Linked DNA regions of Mus musculus: regions 2 and 3 are each linked to region 1. Evidence: chromatin contacts called from public Hi-C and HiChIP or PLAC-seq data. All regions are on one chromosome and are shown on one strand. The core of a region is the stretch at or near the end of the contact, and the rest is flanking DNA. Distances in the headings are between cores, read along the strand shown. Region 1 holds the start of Foxk2 (forkhead box K2). Region 2 overlaps Wdr45b (WD repeat domain 45B). Region 3 holds the start of Uts2r (urotensin 2 receptor).

Region 1 (4,402 bases), core at 976-3,475:
AGGTGTGTACCACTACACCTGGCAATAAATGTCATTTTAAATTTATTCTATTTCATGTGTATGAGTATTTGCCCACACATATGTTTGTGTACTATGTGCATGACTGGTGACCACAGCATTCAAAGAGGGTATCTGATGCCTAGAGCTATAGTTACAAATAGTTTTGAGTGGTAATGCTAAGAACTGACGCTAAGTCCTCTGCAAGAGCAACAAGTGCTATTAACCAGAGACTGTTAATATTTTTAAATAAATAAACAAACAAACAAATAAATGAACTTTGTAGCCAAGCACAGTGGTGCATGCTGGGACACCCTCCCAAAGCTAAGAAATATGGAGTACAGACACATCAAACCTAAGTTAACACAGCTCTTGCTATTATCTCCAAAAACTGAAAGCAATTAAAAAACCTTCAGTCTGTGGCAAAAGCTCTACTAGCACTGATCTAGAGAGGGACCCTGAGGAATACTTAGCATTTCCTGGAAAGCAAAGTTGTTTTTCAAGCACAATAAACAGTAAGTTTATCCAACCACAGAACCAAATTGAAATTGTTTTGTGCTGTGATTGACAGTTCCCTATGAGGCTTCCTTGTAATAATTTTGTAATTATTCTACACAATCTTGTAATAATTCCTTAAAAACCAAACACCCTTTGTTCTGTTTTTTTGTTGTTGTTGTTGTTGTTTTATGAGACGACGTCTCAGCATGCAACCCAAACTATTCTAGAGTTTACTCCACAGTCTAACCTACCCTGGAACTCAAATTTCTACTGTCTCAGCCTCTAGGGTGCTGGGATTACAGGTTGAATACACTCCACCTGGCTAAAAATGCTTTTTAAAGATTACTTGGTTGAAATTAGTATCCAGTTTTCCCAGATTTCTAAGGTTCTGGACAGACAGGCTTCTAATCCTTCATGTTTGGGAGTTTTCAGTTTTTAGGCTACAAAAACACTGGGGAAAGAGAATTGTTAGGCTTAAGACGCTACCTCCAAAATATCTTGCTACTGAAACGTGAATTTAAAAAAAAAAAAAAAAAAAAAAAAAAGGTACCAGGTATCTACCCTTCATTTTAGATAGTTCTCCACCACACACATCTTAGCATCTCCCTTGGGTGCCTCCTCCCTGATGGTTAGGCACAGAGCACCCATAAAACTTCCACCCACCAACGCTGGTGATGATGGCAGGGAGGGCTGAGGGTTGATGGCAGAAATGATGGTCTGTGTTCTGAGAGTCCCATGTCAGACTGGACAAAGGGCCGTGGGTTAGAATACCAGTGCAGGGGACCTGGCAGTAGGAGGGCAGACAGGAGTGGGCCAGCATGTTAAATACTCCGGGTGGAGCGCTGGGGGGCTGTGATCCCAGTGATGGTCGTGGGCATTAAACTAGGGTAGGTCAGAATCAGTCAGGTCTTGGTTATGGGCAGTGAATGGGTCCTGGTGGTGAGTCTAGCCTTCCTTGCTCCCGGATAGCGGATCAGGATCCCTCCCTGATGGGGACCAGGTCTTGTCCAGGGTCTGACCCTGCTCATGGGTAGCTGACGTGGGTCTTCTGCGTCCTGCCTGATGATGGGCAGTGGGTCTGAGTGCGGGTCCCGCCCCTCCCCGGGGGTGGCTGCTGTGGGTCAGGGTCCCTCCCTGCTCTTGGGTAGCCACCGTGGGTCAGGTCCAGGACACTGCCCCCCTCCCGCCACTCACACGCGCGGCAGCTGCAGCGGCGGCGCCCCCCGCCGCTGGAACACCCCGTCCACGAACACGCCGTTCTTGCCGAGACAGCGCAGGTAGAAGTCGCCGCCCGCGTCCGGCCGGGGCTGCGCGGGTTCCGGGGCGGCCGCGCTATGGCCGCCGCCCGGGGGCGTGAAGATCTCCAGGTGGCGCCGCGAGATGAAGCTCGAGTGGCCCATGCTCACATCTACCGAGCCCTGCGATGAGTTGCGGCCGATGGTCACCGACCGCTTCTTCATGAGGTACTCGAACTCGCGGCCTTCGAGCCGCGCCACGGCCCAGCCGCCCGGCGGGGATCCGCCGCCCCCGGCCCCGCCGCCCGCGGGAGGGGCGCCCGCGCCCGAGAGCGCCGCCGCGGCCGCCATCGCCTGCGAGGCCTGGCCGATCCGCGCGGGCGCCCTAGCGGGCCGAGGCCCGGGCGCGGTCGTGGGCCGCGCGAGCCGAGCACGGTCGCGGAGACCGCCGGCCGGCGAGGAGAGCTGCGAGGGCGGGAGCTCGCACGGCCGCGCGCCGGCCCTACGACGGACGGGCACGCCGACCAATGGGCGCGGCGCACGCAGTGGGGCTACCGAGGCCGGCCAATGGGGAGCCGCGCCGCCGAGCGCCCGCACGTCCGGCGTCGTCGCGCGACGCAGGTTGGCCGCGGCGGCGCGGAAAACCCGGGGCGGAGTGAGGAGTTGGCGTGGGGCCGCGCGCGTTCGCGGACTGAGCGGGGGTCCAAGGTCACGACGGGCGCGAGTGCGCCCCGGGAGCCGCTGGCCCCTCTCACACTCCGCCCTAGGTTGCGTAGAGTCAGGCGCGCTGCTCGGGAACCTGCCGCATCGACCCGTATGTCACAGGGATGTGACAGAAATTACCCCAGTATGCATAGAGTTCTGCACTCAGTAATTCATACCAAGGACTGCAAATCTGAGCTTTATTCCAATCTGTGTATGTGTGATAGAGAGATCCCATCTCTCCCATTAAAAAAGAAACCACAACGCGGGCCCGTGGGAGGAGCAGAGCTATGCAGATCGAGCAGGCTGTGAGGGGCTCCAGAAGCCGGTGCCAACATAGAGGTGAAGCTGAGACCCCTAGTTTCTTCCCCAGGAACGAAGGGCAGTGGATGCACCTGCTTTAGCTCTGGTAAGAGAGGCACGTGGTCATAAAGAACGTCACACCAATATGGTGGCCCCTGGGTGCAGGCGATGGGACGCAGTGTTCTCTCACTGATGCACAAAAGGAGTTCATTCAGGTCAGGGAGAGTGGAAAGGTTGAGAGTCTGGACTTAAGCTGCATAGGATAAAGTGGACATTCTAGCCAAGAGCTTCTAAACAGAGGCCCCAGACTAGAGGCATGGGAACATTTTGCGTTCTAATTCATTCTATGTCTAAACTTGCAATACATTTAATGGGAAACAGTCTTTATAACATTTACATATCTTATTTGACATATGTGTCTGTAATTACGGGATAAATTCCTAAGGGTTCAAAATGCTTTGTACTATAAATATGGCAAAGAGCCATTTCATTAAATATTAATTTGAGGCATTGTAGGTGATGTACAGAAAACTATGGAAATGATAACTAGGTGAGTATCTAGACAAACACAGTTCAAGGACAAAGGGTGTCAAGAACAAGAAATGCCCTCCCATTACTGTTGACACCGTTGTGTTGTCCTGCGCACTGCCTAGGGCAGGTTTGAGGCTCTGCCATGTGACTCTAGCATCTATCTATAACATGGCTAGATCTAACTTTTTACACCTAGCTATCCAGGTATGTAAAGTAAGCATACAAATCCAACACTTATGTTGCTTTGTTTGGCTTTTGTGGCTGGTTTTGGTGTTTTCTGTGGGGAGGGAAAGACGATCAGTCATATATAACCCTGGCTGGCCTGGAGCTTACTATATAGGCCAAGATCACCTCGAACTCATAGAGAGCCACCCACCTCTGCCTCCCAAGGGATGGGAGTAGAGGAATGAGCCACCATATCTGGCCAAACCAAACACTTATAAAGATATTTATTTTAAAGCACTTCTTCAATGTACATGTAAACTTAAGCATTTATTACAGATGAGAACGCCGCTGTATTCTAATAGGATATATGTGCTTATCTGTTCCTGTGTATGTATCCCACTGTGGGCCATGCAGCACCAGGGACTGATGTCAGGATGTCCTCTTCAAGGACAGGGTCTTTCAATGAACCTGGAGTTCTCGGTTTTGGCAAGGCCAGCTGCCTAATGAGCCCTCGGGACCCATTTGCCCATACTCCCACATATGCCCCATTCCCGCCCAGCAGAATATTTGATCCTGCAGGATATAGAGCATCTCTGATGTTTTTCAGAGTTGATCCATATGTTTTATTAGTTGGTTTGTTTGAGATAGGGTCTCACGATGTATTCCTGAATGGCCTGGAACTCACCATGTAGACCACCAGGCTGGCCTGGAACTCAAGAGTTACCTTCCTATGCATCAAGTACTTTGATTTAATGTGTACTCCAGCAATTTTTTTTTTTTTTGAGACAGGGTTTCTCTGTGTAGCCCTGGCTGTCCTGGCACTCACTTTGTAGACCAGGCTGGTCTTGAACTCAGAAATCCGCCTGCCTCTGCCTCCCGAGTTCTGGGATTAAAGGCGTGCTGCCACCACGCCTGGCTTCCAGCAAATTTTGATTTTATGATTATCAATAAGAACACTGATTTATATAAAC
Region 2 (4,150 bases), core at 785-3,284, 67 kb before region 1:
TTAGAATTTTCATCAGCACTCTGGAATTAAGTCATTGACTTCTGTGTTATTATCTTTGTGAGTGTTAACCCTTTCTTTTCTTCTTGTTCTTATAGTTTGGCATCAGCCAGTTTCCTTCCAAAATACTTCAGCTCCAAGTGGAGTTTTTCCAAGTTTCAGGTTCCTTCAGGCTCACCATGCATCTGTGCCTTTGGAACAGAGCCCAATGCAGTCATTGGTAAGTGCCCCATCTTGTGGGAGGCCTCAGCATGTGGTCCAGGCTGTACCAACTTCCCAGATTCCCTTTCTTCCTTCTTTAACTGGGCTGGGTCCTACTCACAGCCTCCAAGTGTTCAGGGCACTATTAGTACCTGCCTGCCAGGTTCCCAGGGATGCTTTGAGAGCAGATGTGGGCATTGTGAAGATGACCCAAAGACTATTTGCAAAGTCAACCCTCATTGGATAAGCATGAGCCTTGGCTTGGTGTGGCTAGCTGTGCTCAGGTTGAGTCATGTTTGCTTTGATTCTGGGAAGTAACCATGAATCAATCTGGTCTCCTTTCCCAGCTATCTGTGCAGATGGCAGCTACTACAAGTTCCTGTTCAGTCCGAAGGGCGAGTGTGTCCGGGACGTGTGTGCACAGTTCCTGGAGATGACCGATGACAAGCTGTGACTGTGCCTGTGAGCGCAGGTGATGCCACCACCCAGCCGCCCTGTGGACTCCTGGGGCTGGTGCCAGTGCCCCAGGCCTGTGGGTGAGGGGCTCAAGGCCCCCCTGGAGGACCTTGGTCTCGAAGCCATACGTGGTTGTCTGCCTTCCTGAGCAAGGCTTCTCATCCCATATTAAAGGATCATCATCATGGTTCTGCAGACACTCCGTGGCTCTGGGCGGTTCGTGCCCTTGCTAGCCACTACCCTTCAATTCACCTGTGATGCTAGCATTAATGGCACCACCATATTCATGCCAGTAGGCTCCCTGCAGTCCTTGGGAACTATCCAAGCACGAATCAGCAGAAGCTTGTAGGATGAGTGTGTCGGGGCTTAAATACTAGACAGTTCCAATGAGATAACACTATCAGCTTGTCTGGTAGAGCACCCCCTGCCTCACATGGGGAGCACTGTTCAGAGCACACACTGGGGAGTTCTGACTTTGGCCATTAGAGTGAGTCACATCCCAGACCTACCAGAGAGCAGAATGCTTGTGGCACCCATTTGAGGCACAGCCCTCAGGATGCAGGGTGCTGGGTCTTCTGGTTTTGTTTGGGTTAAAACAGAACTTTCCCATTATCTGTAGGGAACAGAGTAACGCATAGTCTTTAAAAATCAGTCCCAGAAGAGAGCATTGCTTTACTGAGGGGCCTTCTCAGTGCAGTGTCCATGTGCCTCTAGCTCCCGTTGGTGTGGAGGGTACTGCCTTGGCCTGTGGCGTTTGTCCTGTCTCATCTCTCCCAGCATCCATAGGAACACACTAACATTGGGATGGCAGGCACATCCTGGTACTGGCACAGACTGAAGAGTCTGTGTTTCTGTACCACTTGAGGTATATGTTTAGTTTTTTTACGTATCTTCTAAGAAGCTCAGTTTTGCGGTTTTGATTTCAGGTTGCAAACATTTAAATTGTGCACAGCAACAGGTTCTCAGTTCTGCCAGTTCCTTTATGCTCCTGTAATCGGCTAACTGTGGATTTGATGTCAAGTATGCATGTTACCTTATGTGTATTTAATCATGAAACTTAATTTTTGCACACTTGTTTGTACTGTTTTCTTTGAAATAAAAGTGACTAATTTTGTCGTACTCTATCTGTAAAGAGCAGAGCCATATGTAATGTACCCACAAATTCTCTCTTCCTCCTGTTTATGTAATGGTATTGGTGTTCCTGTACCTGCTGCAGGACAGACTTGTAGGCTGTTGACCTGATAGTAGGGTGCCTGTTATGTGGGACCTTACCAGCATAGCCACTGAACAGAGAAGCTGAGTTTGTAAGGTTTAGGGTTAGCCAGGGAGCAGGTACAGATGAAATAAATCATGAATGTTTAGTTTTGGGCATCTCTGCCCTGTGCCCTGCCAGTGCTGTGTGCCCTGGTTTCATAGAAGTCAGCATGCTGCCCTGGTAGAAGACACTAATAGACCGTCATCTGTGGATGTTGGCTGGTGTCACTGGTTTGCGTAATATTTTTGCAATGTTGGGGGGCAGGCGGTGTTTTTCTAGCTTGTGTTCCTGAAGGTACCCTAAGAGAATCCATACAGAAGAGTGGGTCTTCCCACAGTATGACTTGATGCTTCAGAACTGGGGGGTGGGGTGGAGAAGCAAGCACGTGATCGTCCCACATTTGGGACTCCCTCAACATCTGAAGTTGGTATCAGCTTTGACATACCTTGCAAGGGATCTTCCAGGCTCCTGCTCCTCCTTTTGTAGGGACTATGAGTGCACATTGCTCCCTGTGGATGGCAGAGCAAGTGTTGAAAGGGGATCTTAATTGCCTGCTCCCCAGATTTGAGCTTGTCTCTGGGTAAAGACAAAAAATGGTGGACTGCCAAGCTCTGTAGGTTTTCAGGGATCCACTGTTGTGTGGGCCTTGACCCAAGAAGGGACAAAAGTGTGAATGCCCTTCCAGAAGCTCCCATTGGCTGTTTTCCTAGGTGTGGCTCAGTATCTGAGATCCTCCAGGACATGGATAGCCCTGGTAGCAAGCTGAGATATCACCTTTTCCCTGCAACTGCCAAGTGGTTCCCCTTCATTCACCTTTCTGAGAAACCACAGGCTCGTGTGCTTGAGTAAACCTCCCCATAATGGCACTGGCCCTGGGGGTATCTTGGGTCATTTCTCCTGCCCTTTTGGCCAACATCTCTGTGTGGACCAAAGGTTCTTGTTTAATGTTTTCTTCCTGCAGGGCAAAGGCTGCCTCTAAGTGGAAGCTTGGTTTATAGCCTGGTGGTTATAGTCATGGTCCATAATACAGTCCAAGCAGCTGCCTGTAAGAGACATTTGATTAATGCTCACATTTTGGAACTGTTATTCTGCCAGAGTTTTTCTCTTCAAGATGGATTGGAAAGTACTTAATAATTTTTTTAAAAAAGTATGTAGGTTTTTGCTGTGTTTTGGTTTGGTTTGGTTTTTCGAGACAGGGTTTCTCTGTGTAACCCTGGCTGTCCTGGAACTTATTCTGTAGACCAGGCTAGCTTCAAACTCAAGAGATCCACCCTTCTCAGCCTCCTTTGATTAAAGGTGCGCACCACCATACCTGGCTACATGAAGTCTTTCAAACTAGAGAGGAACAAATACAATGTTGTAGAATTGCCCTATCCTTCCACCACCAGAAAACACCCTAGACCTTGATATAAGAATTTTAATTAGGTACTGATTTTTTTAGTTTTTTTAGATGTGTTTGTCTAGTTGCTTTTTTTTTTTTTTTTTTTTTTTTTTTTTTTGAGAACATGGTCTTGTGTAGCCCAGGTTGGGCTTAAACTAAAGATGGCCATGAATTCCTTGAGCCTTCACATTCCAAATGCTGCTTAAATAAAGAAATCAAGGTCATTAGAAATACTGTGAGTGCGCAAAGATATTTGCACTTTTTGCTAGCATGACCAATGTTAAAATGAAAATACTTGTGCACAAAGACTTACAGACTTGGCTTTGTTTTTGTTTTGTTTTTGTAATCAGGAATCTGTAATTGCTGGGTCTGAAGGTTCTCAATACCCATCTATACATTATTTACACATTTGTTTTTATTATTTATGGCAAGCTGTCTGGAACTTGCTGTGTAGACTAAGCTGATCTCCATCTCAGAACCTTCGGCTTCTGACTCTTGAGTGCTGGAATTAATAGGATTAAGGGTGTGTGCACCACAGCGGGCTCCAGGGAGGGTTTTAGATTTGATGCTCGTTCACCTGTTTCTTTAAACCTCAACAGTAGGACCAGACTGTGGACAGACATATTTTTAAAAATTTTATTCCTATGTAGTCCAGCCTCAGAACCAGTATTCCCTCTTGCCTTTCCTGGAATCACAGGCTCTGCTCTTAGCCCAGCCCACTTCCAGTCTTTGAAGAATAAGATCTTTATGTGCAAGTTGGTTGAATTGTCTGAACATGTATGCTAGTCATCTGTAATTTTAAGTGCGTATTGCTTTTTGTGCCTGTTTTATAAGACTTGTGTTAAATAGATTTGGGTGTT
Region 3 (4,696 bases), core at 1,862-4,361, 100 kb after region 1:
TAGAAAAATCAGTGTTTTAATCCGAGTTTACAAAAATTATTTTACTTTGTACATTACCATCCTATGTAAAGATGAAATTTGTGTTGGAGTCTAAGATTGTTATGGAATAAAGATCACACAGTATTTGAGGCCAAAAAAAAAAAAAAAAAAGGATATTCCGCACCACTACCCACATACCCCTCCAGTGAATTTACTTGTCTCTTGCTGGTTTTGTTTTGTCTTGTTTTGTTTTGCAGAGCTAGTGGTAAAACCTAGGGCTCTCACATCCATGCTAAGCAAGTGCTCTGACACTGAGCTGTATTCTCAGCTCTTTACATTTTTGTTTATTTAGAGTTGGGCATTATAGCACATGCCTTTAATCCCAGCACTCTGAATATAGAAGTAGGTAGATCTCTATGGGTTCAAGGCCAGCCTTGTCTATATAGTGAGTTTGAGGTCAGCCAAGGCTTCATAGTGAGACCCTGTATCAAAAACTTTTTTTTTAAATTTAATTTAGAGACAAAGTCTTTGATAGATAGAAAGGGCTGACCTCAAGCCTCCCGAACTCCTGGGATCACAGGCTGAGCCCTTTCAAATGTGTGTGTGTGTGTGTGTGTGTGTGTGTGTGTGTGTGTGTGTGTGTTTGTATCCCATGTATATCCCTCATTTTTTACTCTTAATATTTTTTAAGAATTATTTATTATATGTATATGAGCACAATGTAGCTGTCAGACACACCAGAAAAGGGCATCAGATCCCATTACAGATGGTTGTGAGCCACCATGTGGTTGCTGGGAATTGAACTCAGGACCTCTGGAAGAGCAGCCAGTGCTCTTAACTGCTGAGCCATCTCTCCAGCCCCTTCCCTCATTTTTAAATAGCAAGACAAAAACTCACAAAGCACTGTGGTCAGACCCCAGAATCTACTTCTGAAACACTTTATCACTGCAGAGACCTGCCCTCCGTGTCCTGTCACCACAGTATACCTGACATTCGACAAGAGTACTACCAAGAGACCAAGGTGCTGTCCCAGCCTCTGATGGTCACCCTGAAAAGGGTGCGCAGCTGTCTTCTGCCCATGTAGGAGAAATGCTGAGCCAGGCAAAAGGTGTCCAGAGGGTGGTACTTAGGAAGGAAGCAGTCTATCCAGGAGCAATGAAGCCCAGACCTCACTGCTGTCAACACGAGCCACATGCGGGTTGTGCTGCCTCCTATGAGAACTGCAGCCTGTGGGGTCTCCTTCCTGTACTTGAGCTTCAGTGCTAGCTGGGCGGCGTCTCCCAGTCACCCCACCCCATCCCAGCCTCTCAGATCTCTCAGCTACCTGCCCTCCTTCCCACCCTAAGCACAGGGGAGGGCTTCCATGAAGGCAAAGGCTTGGAAACCTCACCAAGCACTCAGGTGCCTCATGTTGGGGGATCCCTGAGTCCAGGACCCCCATCCCACCCCAACTTCCACCCCCAACACTGAGGCAGGACACACTTCAGAGAACAGGGTTTATTGTTCCATGTGCATATGGGAGCAAGAAGCTACCGTGGAATGGATGGGGAGAGAGAGGGTAGAGATGCCTGCAGGCCCCTTACCAACCAATGGGGGAGGGTCCTCAGGCTGGAAGGGCTTACATCAAAGGTCAGGTTACAGCCTGGTACTAGCTGCTCTGGGTAATTAGGCCTTACATGACTCAGCACACCAGGGTCTTCAGAAGAGGGTCTGGGCCACAGCTTCTGAAGCCCCTCAGAGACTGGTTTGAAGCAGGAATGTATTGGCATCATAGGAAAGGCTCTGATAGAGCTGATGAGAACAACAGAGAAGAGGGGACTTTCCACAAGAAGACAGACAAGTGAGTTAGGTTTGAGTAGGGGATTCTGGGAATGGGTTCCTGAGTGGCCTGCCTTTGGGTCCTTTCCTACCCGCAGGGTCACACAAAGCACTCTCACACAAAGGCCCCATTAGGGGGAACTGGAGACAGCACGAGGGTCTCTGTGGCCTGTTGGCTGTTGGAGGACAGTGAGCGGCCCGAGTCCTGCTGGAGGTGGACACGGCTGGACAGGAAGCTGCCAGCACTCCCTGGGCCACGGCAACTGCTACCCAGTGACCGCTGGCGGCCACGCAGGTACTCACGGTAGTTCTTGGTGAGCAGAGTGTAGAGGAAGGGATTGATGCAGCTGTTGCCGTAAGTGAGGCAGGCAGTCAGGTAGTTGATGATGCGTGCAGTCTCGGGTGTCAGTGGCATGGCCTGGTGGTACTGGGCCAGCAGCTGCCATAGCCAGAAGGGCAGAAAGCATGCCCAGAAGAGAAGGACGATACCAAGGATGAGGTAGAGAACCCTGGGGTTGGGCAGCCGCCGTGTCTGCTTGAAGGAAGCTTGCTGGGATAGCCAATAGGCCCTGGCCAGACGGATATAGAGCAGCCCAATGACCAGGCCAGGCCCCACAATGCTGGTCCCAAAGAGCAGCGTCAGGTAGGTACGGTGGGCACGAGGGCCCCAGGCTGGCAGGCAGAGGCTCTTAGAGCCCCTACGGACCAGCCGGATGGCAAGCATCATGGGTAAGGTCAGCAGCAGTGCCAGCAACCAGGTGCCCAGCGCCAACAGCTTACGGTAACCCTTGGAGCGCTGGACGGTGTCCAGGGGCCTCAGTACTGCTGCATAGCGTTCACTGCTCATTATGGTCAGGGTGAAGATGCTGGCATGCATTGTCAGGAAGTCCAGGCTAAAGAGAACTCGGCAGCCCACGTCCCCGAAGTGCCAGTCCTTAGTGACGTAGGTGGCTACGATGAAGGGAATGCTCAGCAGATACAGCAGGTCAGCCAGGGCCAGGTTGACCACATAGACGTACATGGAGGCCGAGGCACGCAGAAATCGGCACATGACCACCAGAGTGTACACATTGCCCACCACGCCCACCACACCCATGGTTGAGAGCACTGCCCCGATGACACCGGTGGCCACAAGGTCTTGCAGGGAGCTGGGATCTGTTGGGCCAGTCCAGGAACTGTTGTGGGACACATTAAAGCCACCAGGAAGCTCAGACGCAGTGCTTCTGGACACGGCCAGCATGGGGAAGCTTGTAGACTCCAGGCTCAGCGCCATCTCTGTCCTCACCCTGGGCTTCTGGTGGAAGGACCACTGCTCGGTGAGGAGAACCCGTGGGGAACTTGTCCTGTGGGAGAAGATTAGTGTCAGAGATTCAAAGCTGCAACCTACTTCCATGCCCTAACAGCCTCTGTGAAGGACAGAGTCACTGTCCCTCTGCAGAGAGACAAAGGCTCACCAAGTCCTGTCTCCTGTTGGAACCCTCCAAAGAATCCCTTTTGTGTCAACTACCCAGGAGGACCCTAGAGCCATTAGGACCCGCTGTCCCCAGGACACTCCTCCAGCAGAACTGCAAGTCACACCCAAAAGCTTCTTCTAAAAAGTTGACCACAGTGAGGTGTAGGTCAGAGTAGGCAAAGTTAAGGACGCTAAGTTCTGGCTTCACAACCTCAGATAGAGCCCCATTTCCCATTTTATGTTACGCACATGCTTAAAAAAATGATTTCTTCCAATCACAAAAGCAACAGCTAGACTGGGCTTAAAGGTTCAGATAGAAAAATAGGTAAAAGAAAGGCCTTTGGATTTCCTTTTTTTTTTTTAAGGAAATGGGCCTGCACCCCTGCCTCACATTCCGTACTCAGTGGTGGAGGGCAGTCGATCAAAAGCAGGTAGAAGAAAACAGTATGTGCCATGCCAGGAAGATGGTTATTGTTGTGTGGTGTGCATGTGTGAGTGATTGTGTACATGTGTGCATGCCACAGTGATCATGTGGAGGTCAGAGGGCAAGCTTTGGATATTGGTTCTTTCCTTCTTTCCCATGCAGGTCTCCAGGCTCTAACTCATGCCATCTGTCCTGGAGGCAGGTGTTCTCACCCACTGAGCCACCTTACCAGTCCTCTTACCCTCAAATGACTAAAAAAACCAAAAACCAAAAACCAAACCCACAAAGTCTCACTATGTAGCCCTAGCTGGCTGGGAACTCTCTATGTAGACCAAAAGATTCTGCTTAAGTGTGCACCATGCCTGGCTTTTTTTTTTTTTTTTTTTTTTGAGAAAGTATAGGTTCTCTCTCTCTCTCTCTCTCTCTCTCTCTCTCTCTCTCTCTCTCTCTCTCTCTGTGTGTGTGTGATTTATTTAATATGTATGAGTGTCTTGACCTCACAAATGTATATACACCACATACATGCCTGGTACCCTCTGGGTCCAGAAGAGAATATCAGATATCTCGTAGTTGGAGTTACAGATGGTTGAAAGCTACCATGTGGTTGCGGGAAACCACACCCAGGTCTTCTGCAATAGCAGCAGGTGCTCTTAATCACTGAGCGATCTCTCTAGCTCCAGGTAAAGATTACTAAAAAAAACAAAACAAAACAAACAAACAAAAAAAAAACAACAACAAAAACCTTCTTAGCGTTGGAGAGATCACTTGCTGCTCTTGCAGGGGAACTGGGTTCAATTCCTAGCATCCACATAGCAGCTAAAAGCCAACTGTAATTCCAGCTCCAGGGAATTGATACTCTCCTCTGAACACCTTGGGCACCAGGCACACATATGGAATACATACATTCATATAAAAACACTCATACACATAAATAAAAATAAGGGTTTTTTTTTTTTAAATAGGGTTTCTCTGTGTAATAGTCCTGGCTGTCCTGGATTTGCTTTATAGACCAGTCTGGCCTT

Evidence for each region. A called contact is a pair of places that touch in the nucleus more often than the background predicts. HiChIP or PLAC-seq counts read pairs in DNA pulled down with a chosen protein or histone mark.
Region 2: a contact with region 1 is called in a Hi-C map of liver, with 5 times the contacts expected there. The contact joins the enhancer-like site here to the promoter of Foxk2 in region 1. A contact is called at or near these places in 3 of 484 Hi-C or Micro-C datasets (liver, morula and nephron progenitors), 3 of 115 datasets of contacts at active chromatin or transcription factors (the SCID.adh cell line and embryonic stem cells) and 2 of 9 other capture datasets (adipose tissue and pancreatic islet).
Region 3: an H3K4me3 HiChIP or PLAC-seq map of embryonic stem cells shows a contact between it and region 1, with 28 read pairs. The contact joins the promoter of Uts2r here to the promoter of Foxk2 in region 1. A contact is called at or near these places in 1 of 39 promoter capture datasets (pre-B cells), 3 of 115 datasets of contacts at active chromatin or transcription factors (the SCID.adh cell line and embryonic stem cells) and 1 of 9 other capture datasets (liver).

Annotation. Positions count from the first base shown.
Region 1 is chr11:121,257,810-121,262,211 of GRCm38.p6, reverse strand. It overlaps Foxk2 (forkhead box K2), which reads right to left and starts at 2,225. Exons shown (of 9, transcript NM_001080932.3): 1 at 1,690-2,225. The coding sequence starts at 2,081.
Region 2 is chr11:121,324,860-121,329,009 of GRCm38.p6, reverse strand. It overlaps Wdr45b (WD repeat domain 45B), which reads left to right. Exons shown (of 10, transcript NM_025793.3): 9 at 96-217; 10 at 546-1,807. The coding sequence ends at 652. Among named protein-coding and RNA genes, the nearest start is that of Wdr45b, 28 kb to the left of the region's middle. Within about 2 kb of position 2,034, at least 6 of the 459 cell types and tissues checked have an H3K27ac peak or open chromatin away from gene starts, as enhancers often do. A contact at or near this core is called in liver, where this site is marked.
Region 3 is chr11:121,158,686-121,163,381 of GRCm38.p6, reverse strand. Uts2r (urotensin 2 receptor) reads right to left here and starts at 3,111. Exons shown (of 1, transcript NM_145440.1): 1 at 1,409-3,111. The coding sequence starts at 3,070. The coding sequence ends at 1,913.